2 separate regions of the Dromaius novaehollandiae genome follow, and region 2 is linked to region 1. The links are chromatin contacts, called in public Hi-C maps. All regions are on one chromosome and are shown on one strand. The core of a region is the stretch at or near the end of the contact, and the rest is flanking DNA. Distances in the headings are between cores, read along the strand shown. Region 1 holds the start of WFS1 (wolframin ER transmembrane glycoprotein). Region 2 holds the start of PPP2R2C (protein phosphatase 2 regulatory subunit Bgamma).

Evidence for each region. Hi-C and Micro-C count contacts between places; a contact is called where the count stands out from the background.
Region 2: a contact with region 1 is called in a Hi-C map of brain, with 4 times the contacts expected there. The contact joins the promoter of PPP2R2C here to the promoter of WFS1 in region 1. A contact is called at or near these places in 2 of 4 Hi-C or Micro-C datasets (brain and liver).

What each region holds. Positions count from the first base shown.
Region 1 is chr4:74,851,573-74,857,059 of bDroNov1.hap1, forward strand. It overlaps WFS1 (wolframin ER transmembrane glycoprotein), which reads left to right and starts at 2,012. Exons shown (of 8, transcript XM_026122007.2): 1 at 2,012-2,273; 2 at 4,106-4,303. The coding sequence starts at 4,111.
Region 2 is chr4:75,101,715-75,107,201 of bDroNov1.hap1, forward strand. PPP2R2C (protein phosphatase 2 regulatory subunit Bgamma) reads right to left here and starts at 3,426. Exons shown (of 10, transcript XM_064511456.1): 1 at 3,225-3,426; 2 at 2,932-3,012. The coding sequence starts at 3,240.

The DNA of each region.
Region 1 (5,487 bases), core at 762-3,261:
CTAAAATCAACTAACACCATTCTGTAACCTTACGAAACATTTGTAAAAGGATTATTGGTTATTTAATGAAGACAAAACAGGCTGAACTGCAGGCTTTTTTTTTATTGTGTTCTTGTTGCAATAGGATTTTTTTAATCACAGTACATAAGTGAAATTAAAAAGATGTTGCAATGAGTTATTACAGTATTTCCATGTTTATTCTCTTTAGTTGTAACAATTGACAATTGTGATAATGCCAAATGCAAACTAATCATTTGCGGGAAAGGTGAGCCAAAGTGGAATCAGTGGGGTTGACAACGGAAGCTGCCACCATGTTTGAGTTTGATTCACTTTCAGTAACACCATGTGTATTTATATGTAATAGGTGTGTGTCTATAAAGTGTGACAATTCATTTACTGCAGTGCTTTAGCTGGCATTTTCTAAAGTAAGGATCTGATCCAGTTCAGCAAAAGCGTTAATCCAGTGTAAGACTACTCATAGGCAACTGCAGAATATATTTCACACTGAGTTTCACTGTTAAGTAGGTTAGCATTCAGTGGGGGCAGTTTTAACCTTGAACTTAACTCCCTTGGAATGGCCTGTGCCACGTGTGGCTGCGCCTCGTGCTGCAGAGGAAGGGGCACGAGCAGCAGAGGGAGGCTTGCTTTCACGCTTCCTTGTTTGCTGCTTTTCCAGCTCCCACCCTCATTCCCACCTGCTCGCTATGCAAGTCACATCCGTTAAGCACACCCACTAAATACCAAATCAATTGTACAGAACGACGTCTTACAGCAAATGTGAATAACTGGGGGAGCAGATTGCTGCGGTAAAAGTTGTCATATCCGAGTTAAATCATACTGTCAGTCTAAAGGAACAACTGAGCAGTTAACACAAGACAGGCATTTTATGCCCCGGTAAAACACTGTTAGATTCAGACTACAAAAGCTTCTTCTTAAAAACAACCCTGTTTTATTCCACATTTTATCTTCATTTGAAGTAACTGGAAGTTTAATTCTATGTTTACTTTGGGTAAAAGGAAGAATTATGTTATGACTTCCAAGGAAGGGAAATAATAAAGCAAGCCTGGACATTGGGGACCATATTTTTATTTAGGGATTAAAAAAACATGCAGTGAGGTCAGTAAGTAGGATCCAACTGACATTTTAAAAATGAGACATATTATAGCTCCCCATGATATGCTGCAAACTTGGAACTTCTGAAAATCAGCTGAAGCGATTAAATTACTCATCCAAATGACTCTCAAGTTTAAATTTAATCTCCTCTTCGGCATTTGTGGTTTTATTTAATTAGGAGCTATTCACAGCACCACATAGAGACGGAGATACTGTTTGTTTAAGTGGCTCAAAAATGAGAAATAATCCGTTATTTCTAGAGAGAAATGAGTTTACTGCCAGAACAGCAGCAACACTTTGGGATAAATTCATGTCTTTCATTACACTAGCCCTACCAACTCTCTATGCCCGCGACAGAAGTCTGTTATAACCTACACTCTTACAGGAGTATTTAGTGATGACTAGTTGCTTAGTTACCACACTTTTTCCCTTCTCTTTGCCCCTGTTCCCTACAGCTCCGCCGCGGGAGCTGCCCCTCCCTCAGGCCGCTGTACAGGTGCGGTTACGGCCTCCCCGCAGGAAGGCGCGGGCTGGCCCCCCCCGGCCGCTCCCCCTTCTCCACCATTCGGGAGGAGCCGCCCCAAACCCTCCCTTCCGCGCCCAAACGAGGCGGCTTCGCTCCGGGCCCAACTCCGGCAGCGAGAGAGCGGGCCGCGGCCCCTCGCCGCTCCGCCACCGCTCAGGGCGGCTCAGCGGCCCTTCCCGGGCCCCGGCCCCGCGCCGCCACCTCTCCCCGCGGCGTCGCGCCGCGCTGCCATCTTGGCGCTGCCCTGCCGGCCCTCGCCCCGCCGCCAGGCGCCGCCGCGGCCCGCCCAGCTCCCGCCTCCCGGCGCCCCGCCCCGCCGGGCCGCGGCGGACGGTGAGTGGCAGCCGCGCTGCCCCTTCACCAGGCGCCGCGGGGCGGGGGGCGGCGGCCGGGGCCGCCCCTAAGGCGGCGGGCGGCGCGGTGCTGCTTCCACTCAGCGCCCAGCCGCTACCGGGAAACTCTGCGGCGCTGCCTCGGCTCTGCTGGCTCGGGAGCGTTGGGGCGGGGCGCAGGCAGCACCTCGCGGCCGCCGCGTTTCCCGCTCGCCGCCCGGCGCCGCGGCGGAGCAGCCCCCTCTCCCGCCGCCGGCTCCGCCGTCCCACCGCCGCCGCCGGGGCAGCGCGGCTCGGCAGCGGTGAGTCGCGTCGGGGCCGCGGGCGTCCCGGGCTCCGGGGCCGGGCGGCTCCTGCGCTCCCGGAAAGCCCGATTTCCCTTTCCTCCTTTTTTATTTTCCTTTTAAATCACGGACTAACCCCTAAAATCAAACTTAAGTTAGTTCCTGCTCCGTCCGAAAGGGGAGGGCTCCTCTTCCTACAGCGAGAAAACTCCGTGGCCTTCCTCACCGCACGGGAGCGGTGCGGGGCGCCTGGCGGGGCCGCGGGGTTTTCCCGCTCCCCTCGGGGTGAGTGGGTCCCCGCTCCCCTCGCGTTGGCGGGCGCGGCCCTGGGGCCCTGCCGGCGCCGGGGCCGGGCCCGCTGCGGAGCGCGTCTGCTCGCCTCCCGCCCGTACCAGCCCGGAGCCTCGTCGTGCCTCGGCTTACCCTCCTCCCCGCTTTAAAGCACCAAGGTCGAGTTTAAAACCGACTGTAAAGTAACTTTTGTGGTTGTGTGATGGTTAAAAATAATCTTGCCGGTTTACTGGGAAAGTATGTTAATCGCTGTGTTTTCCTATGCCGGCTTGGAGGCTGAATTGAGCTCTGCTGGTTTATTTATGACTCTGTATGGAAGGGTGATGCAGAAATGCGTTTACTTCTCTCGGCAAAATGTCTTCGCTTTTAGGCAAAGGGGATGTCCAAATTGCAAAGTCTGTGTATCACAGTGGTAGTATTGCTGGTGCTTTTAGCATCCTGTCATCATTTTTAGTGTCCTTGCTTTAAGCAGAATTCAAGTTTCAGCTCAATTAGGTATTCGATCTTTGATTTTGGCTATGTAACTTTTATTTTTATGAGAGCATCTCTTGGCCAACGTTCTGAGCATACGGAATTTAAAAGCACAGTTTGTAGGCAGATACCTTCTATGGTGTTTGTGGGAATTGCGTAAACTCCAGGGAATTGCTTCTGAGCAGCTGGAGTTACTATGCATCATACTCTGATGTTATATGCATACCTTCCTGTCTTGTATATAGCTTCCTGTCTTGTAAAAGCTCAACTCTCAATCAGTACTTTTTCCTTAAATCAATAAGTAAACTTTTATAACTTTTCCTCTAGAACAGAGATTTCCTTATCCTTTAGGAGAAGGTTTACGGTGGGAATTATGAGGCCTTTTGTGAAGAATTGGTAAGACCTTTCCCTCCTTGCCTTAGTGAGTTTTGTGTAAATTTTATTCCATAAAAGCAGAGAGTAGTTGAATAGGAAATAAAGTCAGAGAACTTAGTTTGGGTGTGTTCATTCTTTCTATTGCAAATGTCTACGCAAGAGCAGATCTAGTGGTGTCTGCCCCCCGCCCCCATCTTTCTTTCACTCCTTTCCAGTGATGAGTCCCACACCTTCTCCTCCTTTGCCTTCTTATCTTTCTTGTTTTTCCCTGTGGCTGTAAACCAGGCCCTTGATACTCAGTGAGTTTTGCTGTCAGTATGGACATGTCAGCACTGTTCTATAAAAGATAAGTGCTTATCTTTCTCGCTCCTGCAGGTAAGCAGAAAGTTGGATTCAAAGGAGCTATGCAGTATTTGCAGGATTGATCTGTGAATTTTAGAGTTTATCTGTACTTGAAAACCAATTCTTACTTAGTTGTGAGAAAAGACTGTCGCTATTCTTGAATTATTCTATATATGATGTCTTATTCCATAATAACTGTTCATGCTTGGAATTATGCAAGAATATATAGATATATCTTGAAGAAGCTGCCAGCATTCTTTCCTTTTTCTAGACTTTTTGTTCAACTAATTGTATACATACATTCAGATGTTAAATTTTTACTCTGGTTTTACAAAGTAATCATTAATCCTTATTGTTTTCTTCCTTTGCAGCTGAAATGAATTCTGATCCTGATCCCCCCACAAGTCCCTCTCACTCACAGCCACATCTTGGAAGATCCCAGCTGAATGCTGCTGCTGTGGACCACAGTGAGAGTAGTCAGAAATCTGGACCACCTTCAGGAGATGCTGCAACTTTTTCTACTTCAGTTCCTGGCTACTCCCATAGCAGAGAGAGAGCTGAAAAAAATGGTAAGTATGAAAGCAATTTTTATGCAAGACTTGCACTAAACATCAGGAGATTGACAGATATGTACATATATGTGTGTGCGTGCATATGTATATATGTATGTATATTTATGTATATGTCTGTGTGTGTGTGTCTGTGTTTTAAACCCTGTTTAAAGAGAAACTGTCGAGCAGATAAATAAACTTCTCTAATGTTTCTTAACCTATTGTTGAAGACACTGTTCTTACACTGCTTATTTTGTGCATACTTTCCACTTTTTCCACCGTTTTTTTTTTCCTGTGTGCACAGAGCAACAGGAATGAGCTTTGCTTGTAAAACTGGCCAGAAGACTTAAATGTAATTTAGTATAAAGTATTAAGGTTTCAATTTAATTTCTTCAGTTGACTAGACCACATGCTAACTATAGCTTTAATATGAATTCTAATCTAGATGAATAGATACCAGTGTAATGCAGACTAAGAGAATAATAAACTGATATATGAAACCAGAGCAACAGAAATGAAGTTAAGATTAGCAGGCAAATAAGTCGGATTAAGAATCATGATACAATTTCAAAGTTGGAATGCTACTTTGAAACTCAATAGGCTGACACTGGGGCAGGGGGGTAAGACTGAGTAGTGATGGTGGGATGAGAGAAATGTCTTATGCTAGGTAGAAAGAAAGGTAGGAAAAAAACATCTGGCTCCTGTATTCAGCACGTGAGTTACAGTTTTAAAATCAGTTTGTAATGTAACACTTCTGCAAGAACTCTTGTATTCCAAGTCTAGCAAGATTACTGCTCTTTAGCTTTCTTTAAAACTGGGCCTTTGATTCTGAAACAGTTTACATGCATGCCCTTACATTTGTAAATGTAAGTTGCTTTATTGAAGGTAATAAGGTTATCCAGGAGTTTAAAGCTATTAAATGTGTGAATGCAAGAATGTCTACCTGGGATGTATCAGATGCAGGTGAGCTCTGCACATGGCTCAGGCCAATACTGTGGCTATGTTAGCACATATAGTATTTGCATCTCATTTAAAATTGATTTTCAAACCTTATGGGTTCTTTGGTACCAAAGGGCACATTCCAAACTAAGAAAATATAAATTTTTTGCATACTGAATTTCTAACATGCCTCATGGTGTCATTACTAACTTTCTCATTTCGCCCACCAGTAAAATAATTCAGACCTTTTGAAGAATTGACAC
Region 2 (5,487 bases), core at 2,176-4,675, 250 kb after region 1:
AAATTTTCATTACTGAATGCAATGCTGCCTACAATTTGTATGGGAACTGACAGCTTAGAATTCACAGCTTTGCATGTTTCAGATATGGTTTAACTCGCACAGAGTTTATAATAAGCTAATGCGACCTGGAACCTAAAGCAAAGGGTCTGGAATAAACAGTCCTGTTAACAGTCCATTAGTCAGTTTGGGCAAAGGATACAAGATTTGACTTTCCAGAAATCTGAAATACTAACTGCTCAGTAACAGACATTCAGCTCCTACGAAAATCACCTCCTTAACTTCTGTATTTCATTTTGCTAGCCTGTAAATGGATACATTAATACCATTCTTCATGCATCTTTTCTGAGGGTGCACTTAGTGAGCAAAGTGCATTGAGATCCTTAGCATGAATAAAATATATTTTGCACTTAGATGTAAATTATAGAAGTAGCAATATTTGAAATAGGATTTTGTTTCAAGGCAACAAGACTAAATCAAACATGATTATCTTGGCTTCGATTGTTATGTCTTACTTACTATGCTCTATTTTCCTTGCATTTTAAATATGCAACTTTGTTTTTCTGTTATGTAAATGAATATTTTTCATCTAACATATCTATTTTTGGTAAAAGAATAATTTTCTTTCCTTGTCTAAGACAGAAATGTTGCTGAATGCAATTCTGGAGTCTAACTAATAAAGTACCACAAGACCTTTGCATGTATTCAAAAGCAAAAATAGCAAGAGATACCCAGAAGACTCATGAATATAGAATATGAATATACAGATATTTATCTATATAGATATATATGTACATAGATAAACACACAGTAGCATTTAATATAGATTAATTAGACCTTCTCTCCATTAGTTAACCAGTACTAACCAACACAGCTGCAACCACAAAGGTTGTGGCCTTTCTTGAAAATAAAAAGAACTGAGATAATTATAGAAAAATTTTCCACTGAAAGTCAGAGGAACAGCCAATTTTAAGCTAAAGTTGCTATTTGGCTCTGTGTTATTTAAGTTATTTTAAAGGCAAACTTCAGAAAAGGAAGACGTCTGGACTTTATCCAGGGCACTTTCTGGCATGCAAGAGGTTGAGCCACCTGCTATCATATCACTTTCTTTTATAAGTTGATGTTCACCTCTACAAAGTGCACAGATTATATTGCTGTACCTGTTCCTAGATATTAGTAGCATTTAATAGACAACACGTGTTCTGGAAAATGGAAAAGAGAAAGAGCAAAATGCATTTCAAATGTAAGCCTATGAAACATAAATGGGGTTTACTACCCACAGATAATTTTGATTCTACAACAAATTAAGCTGCTTCGGACTGTTTCCCATTCTCTGAAATTCACATATTCCCACGCTGAGTAAGGAACAGAAAAGACGTAAGAGTTCCATTTAAGGCACGGAGTAAAACTGGACGTCCATAAATTTTCAGTGTTAAATAAAACTGAAGTCAGGGTTAACAAACTAATTTAAAAAATGGTTAATTCTGTCATGTGACAAAAGATAACCCAATAAATCAAAGCAATACAACACCTATTGAGAAGAAAACATAGTCTCAAACTAGGGTTGAAACACTCGTATTTACCCAGACAAAGAAGGTTAAGAACCATATCCCACTCACTCAAATCTTTAAATAAAAGTAAATGCCAACCTAAAGCTTCTTTTCAACGTTCTCTGATGCCTGAGAAATGCTGTCACTCACTCATTACACTCCCTCACACGGATGTAATTTCCGCCCCCACCTGTCGTCATCACATCTGGTTTGGTATGCAGTTTCAGGGGAAAAAAAGAAAATTTTATCTAGGCACTAAATCACAACATATTTTGAGTAATCCTTTACCATGCATATGTGTGTGTATTTACACACGTTTGTGAACACACCTCGAAACCTCAGCCTCCACGGAATACATTTGGGAAAAAAATTAAGCTTTGTCCAAAGCCTTGATGAAGCTTTGGTTTATTACTGATATATTGGGGTTTAACTCACAAGACAAAACACAAAACTTCACCTCCCACAGAACCACACATAACAATAAAACTGAAAGAGACCTCACCTAGCAGCCAGTCTGCCTGCTCCAAGGCAAGACCTATAACTGCATCATTCCCAATCTGTGTTTGTGAAACCATCCTTAAAAACCCATAGAGAAGGAGATTTTCTGTCTAACCCATGTATCCCAGTACCTCACCCATGAAAAGTTTTCCCTAATGTCCAGCCTGAACCCTACCTATTTCAGTGTCTCACTTCTCTCACCCTTGGAAAGTTTTTCCTAGTGTCTAGCCTGAACGTGTAACGCATTTTAAGCCCTTACAAACAGCAAACGTCGTCCCCACAGGAACGCGTAACGCCGACAGACCAAAGCACAGGGATGAGGTGCACTCCGCCTAACCCACTGAAAACAAAATCAGCAGGGACTCTGGAATACGCTCACTGCGTACTAGAAATAGGACACACTGGAAAAATATAAGTTGACCTCTAAGTTTAAATACTGTGTATATTCAAAAAACACATGCAAAATTATACACGGTTTGCAGAGCGAGGGGGAACTTCCTTGCGCTGGCAGCTGAAGGCTGGTCCTTTTCTGACCGCAGAATATTCAGAAATAAAACTTTCCACATTACCTCTCTCTTCGAAGGAAAAAAAGAAAGAAACGAGAAAACTTTGCAGCGGATACAAGGGCAGCCTCGCTCACGCCGGTGGCCGCCGATGCCCCGGACGAGAGGCCCGCTGCCGCCTAGGCCCCAGCCGCGAAGCCGCGTGTCCCCAAGGCGACGCCGCCAGCCGAGGCGCCCACGCGAGGCCCGGCAGAGGGCCCGAGCCACCGCCGCCCCGGCCCGCTCCCCCCCGCCCCGGCCCGCTCCCCCCCGCCGGCAGCCTCGCGCCGCGGAGCCGCGTGCCGCCGCGTGCCGCCGGCCCCGCCCCGGCGCCCCGCACTCACCCTCGGAGACCTCCAGCTCGGCCGCTCCGTTGAGCTGGTAGAGGCACCAGTCCACCGCGCCCTCGCCCGGGGGGCCGCCAGCTAGGCACAGGGGGAAACCGCCGTCAGACCCCGCGGCGTCGCTCGCCCGCCCGGGAGCGAGGGCAGGCCGCGGGGCGCCGGGGGAGCAGCGGGGCGAGGGCAGGGAGGGAGAGCCGCAGGACGGAGAACCGAGCGCGGAGGAGAGACGCCGGGGCCGAGGGGAGCGGAGCGGGGAGCAGGGAGGCCGGGGGAGGGAGAGCGGTGCCGAGTACCCTGCTTGTGGGACATGTGCGGTGCCCTCCGGAAGGCGCCCGGGCTCCGAAACTGTTATTCGCTCGGCTCCCGGCGCCGGCAGCTCGGGGCGCCTCCTCCTCCTCCTCCCAGCGGAGCGGGCGGCGCAGGCAGCCGGCGCTGCCTCGGGGCGCTGGGGGAGCCGGCGGAGGGAGGACGGGAAGGAGGGGAGGCTCCGCCCGGAGCTCCCGGCGGAGGCGGCGCCGCCTCGCCACGACGCGCCGCGCCCGGCGCCGCCACCGCCGCGGCCCCAACAGGTGCGAGCGGGCGCGGGGCGGCCGCGGCCCCGCCGCAGGGGCGGCCCGGAGGGGCTGCGCGCCATCGCCGCGGCGCGGGGGGGGAGGCCGCACCCGCCCTCCCTTCCTCCCCGAAGAACCGCCTGGGGCGGCTCCTCCTCGCTGTGGCTTCGACTTCGGGCCCCGCATCGCCCCCCGGGCACGGGCAGGTGCCGGCTGCCCCGCCACACCGCACGGGCTCCGCGCCTGCAGGCCCCGGACGGCGCCTACAGCCTCCAGGCTCGTTTGGCTCCTGGCGTTTCCTGCGGTCCCCTGTCGCTCCTAGGCCAGGGCGCCGGTCTTAGGGATAAAGGCTGCAAGTACCGCGTGAGCTGTCAGGTTTTACACGCGCTGAGATCACTGCCAGGCGCAAGAGTGGTTCGCGTCTTCTGGTGTGCGACCTCCTGTGGAGCCGCAAACCGTCTTTACTTGTGAGAGACTTACCGTCTCACTCCTTGAGAAGTGACCGAGAAGGCAAACCTGCTCTCGAGTGACCCGAAGCACTCGATACAGCGACCTGTACCTCCAACGGAAAATTTTCAGGAGTGGCAATTTTTAAAACATCAGAACAGTAAGCTAGAGTGAACTTACTCGATAAACGTCTCTATTCGTACACACATCCACCCGCAAACACCACAGGAGGGAAACGTACAGGTACACCCTGCTCACCAGGGCGTCGTCTTGGCATCTTCTGCAACAGAAAGGTTGCGAGTTCTTGGCGTGCAGCTGGAAGCGTCTGCCCACGTCTCCTGTCTTTTGGGGGTGGCTGTGCCGGAGGCCTCCACGGAGCACAGCTCGGGCCAAAGGAGGCAAACAGACTTTGTACGGGCAAATGAGAAAGTTTTAAGAACATAATGCAGAACAACTATAATCAAGCCATATATCAAAGATTAAGAGCCAATGCAAGAATAAAATACCAACATGGGCAGCTCTCATGGCACCAGTTATTCTGGATCCTGTCATGGCACCACTGTTATTCTGGATCCTTTATATAGCTTTTTGCTGTGTATGAAACAGTAAGTAAGTAGTGGGGTGACATTAGGCATAAATTCTACTTGACATGCTGATATTCATCCCTTTTTGCAGCAAGCAAAGATCCTCCTGATACCATCAGATTTGTATGCGTTCATAAACTGGGCAATTTGACTCGCTTTTTCCTAATGCAAGTATTCTGTTCAAATATCTCCGCTCGTCTCCACTCCAAGACAGGGTAACGCTTTGTGAAAGAATAAGGGGGACAATTACATGCTCTGAAGGAAGTAGGTTTAAAATGGAAGTACCATTCTGCAAACATTGCCAGCTGCTTTTAGGAACACAGCAAAATGCCAACACTTAGGCTTTCCTGGGAACTTCACCTAAATTACAAAGACCGTAATACCTTCTGAGGTACAAGAACATCAATTCATTTAGACAATGTACATATATATACACACACACGTATATATGTATGAAATATATATGTGTATGTATATTTCCCTAAGTCATATGCTTGCAGGATGTGCACTGGCTTTCTTTGAACTGAAAAGGTTCAAGCTCATGATTTGGGGTAAAAAAGGCGTTCCATGAAGGTGTATTACAAGTAAAGCTCCATCCAGCTGCTTACGGAGATGCTAACTCCCTCTAAAAAATACCTACAGACCTGGATTGCTCTTTGTGACAAAGCATTATCATAAATAAAATTAACCTTAGTGTTCCAGTTTTAGTCTCCTCTTTTTGAAGGAGATCTTTCTACAGTCCACCATATTAATTAGCAAACAACCATCTTACTCCAGGAGAATCCATTCAAATTAGATTTTTTTTTTTTTTTTTGAAAAGAGGCAGTTTTGTGCCATTCAACTCAGTGACACTGGCTTATATAACATTTTTCATTCTGGACTTCAGACATTTACAAACTTCCAATATAAAAAAAAAATCAGTTTGTCTGGCATGTAACACAGCACACAATTTTTCTTGTTCTAAAACGAGGGGA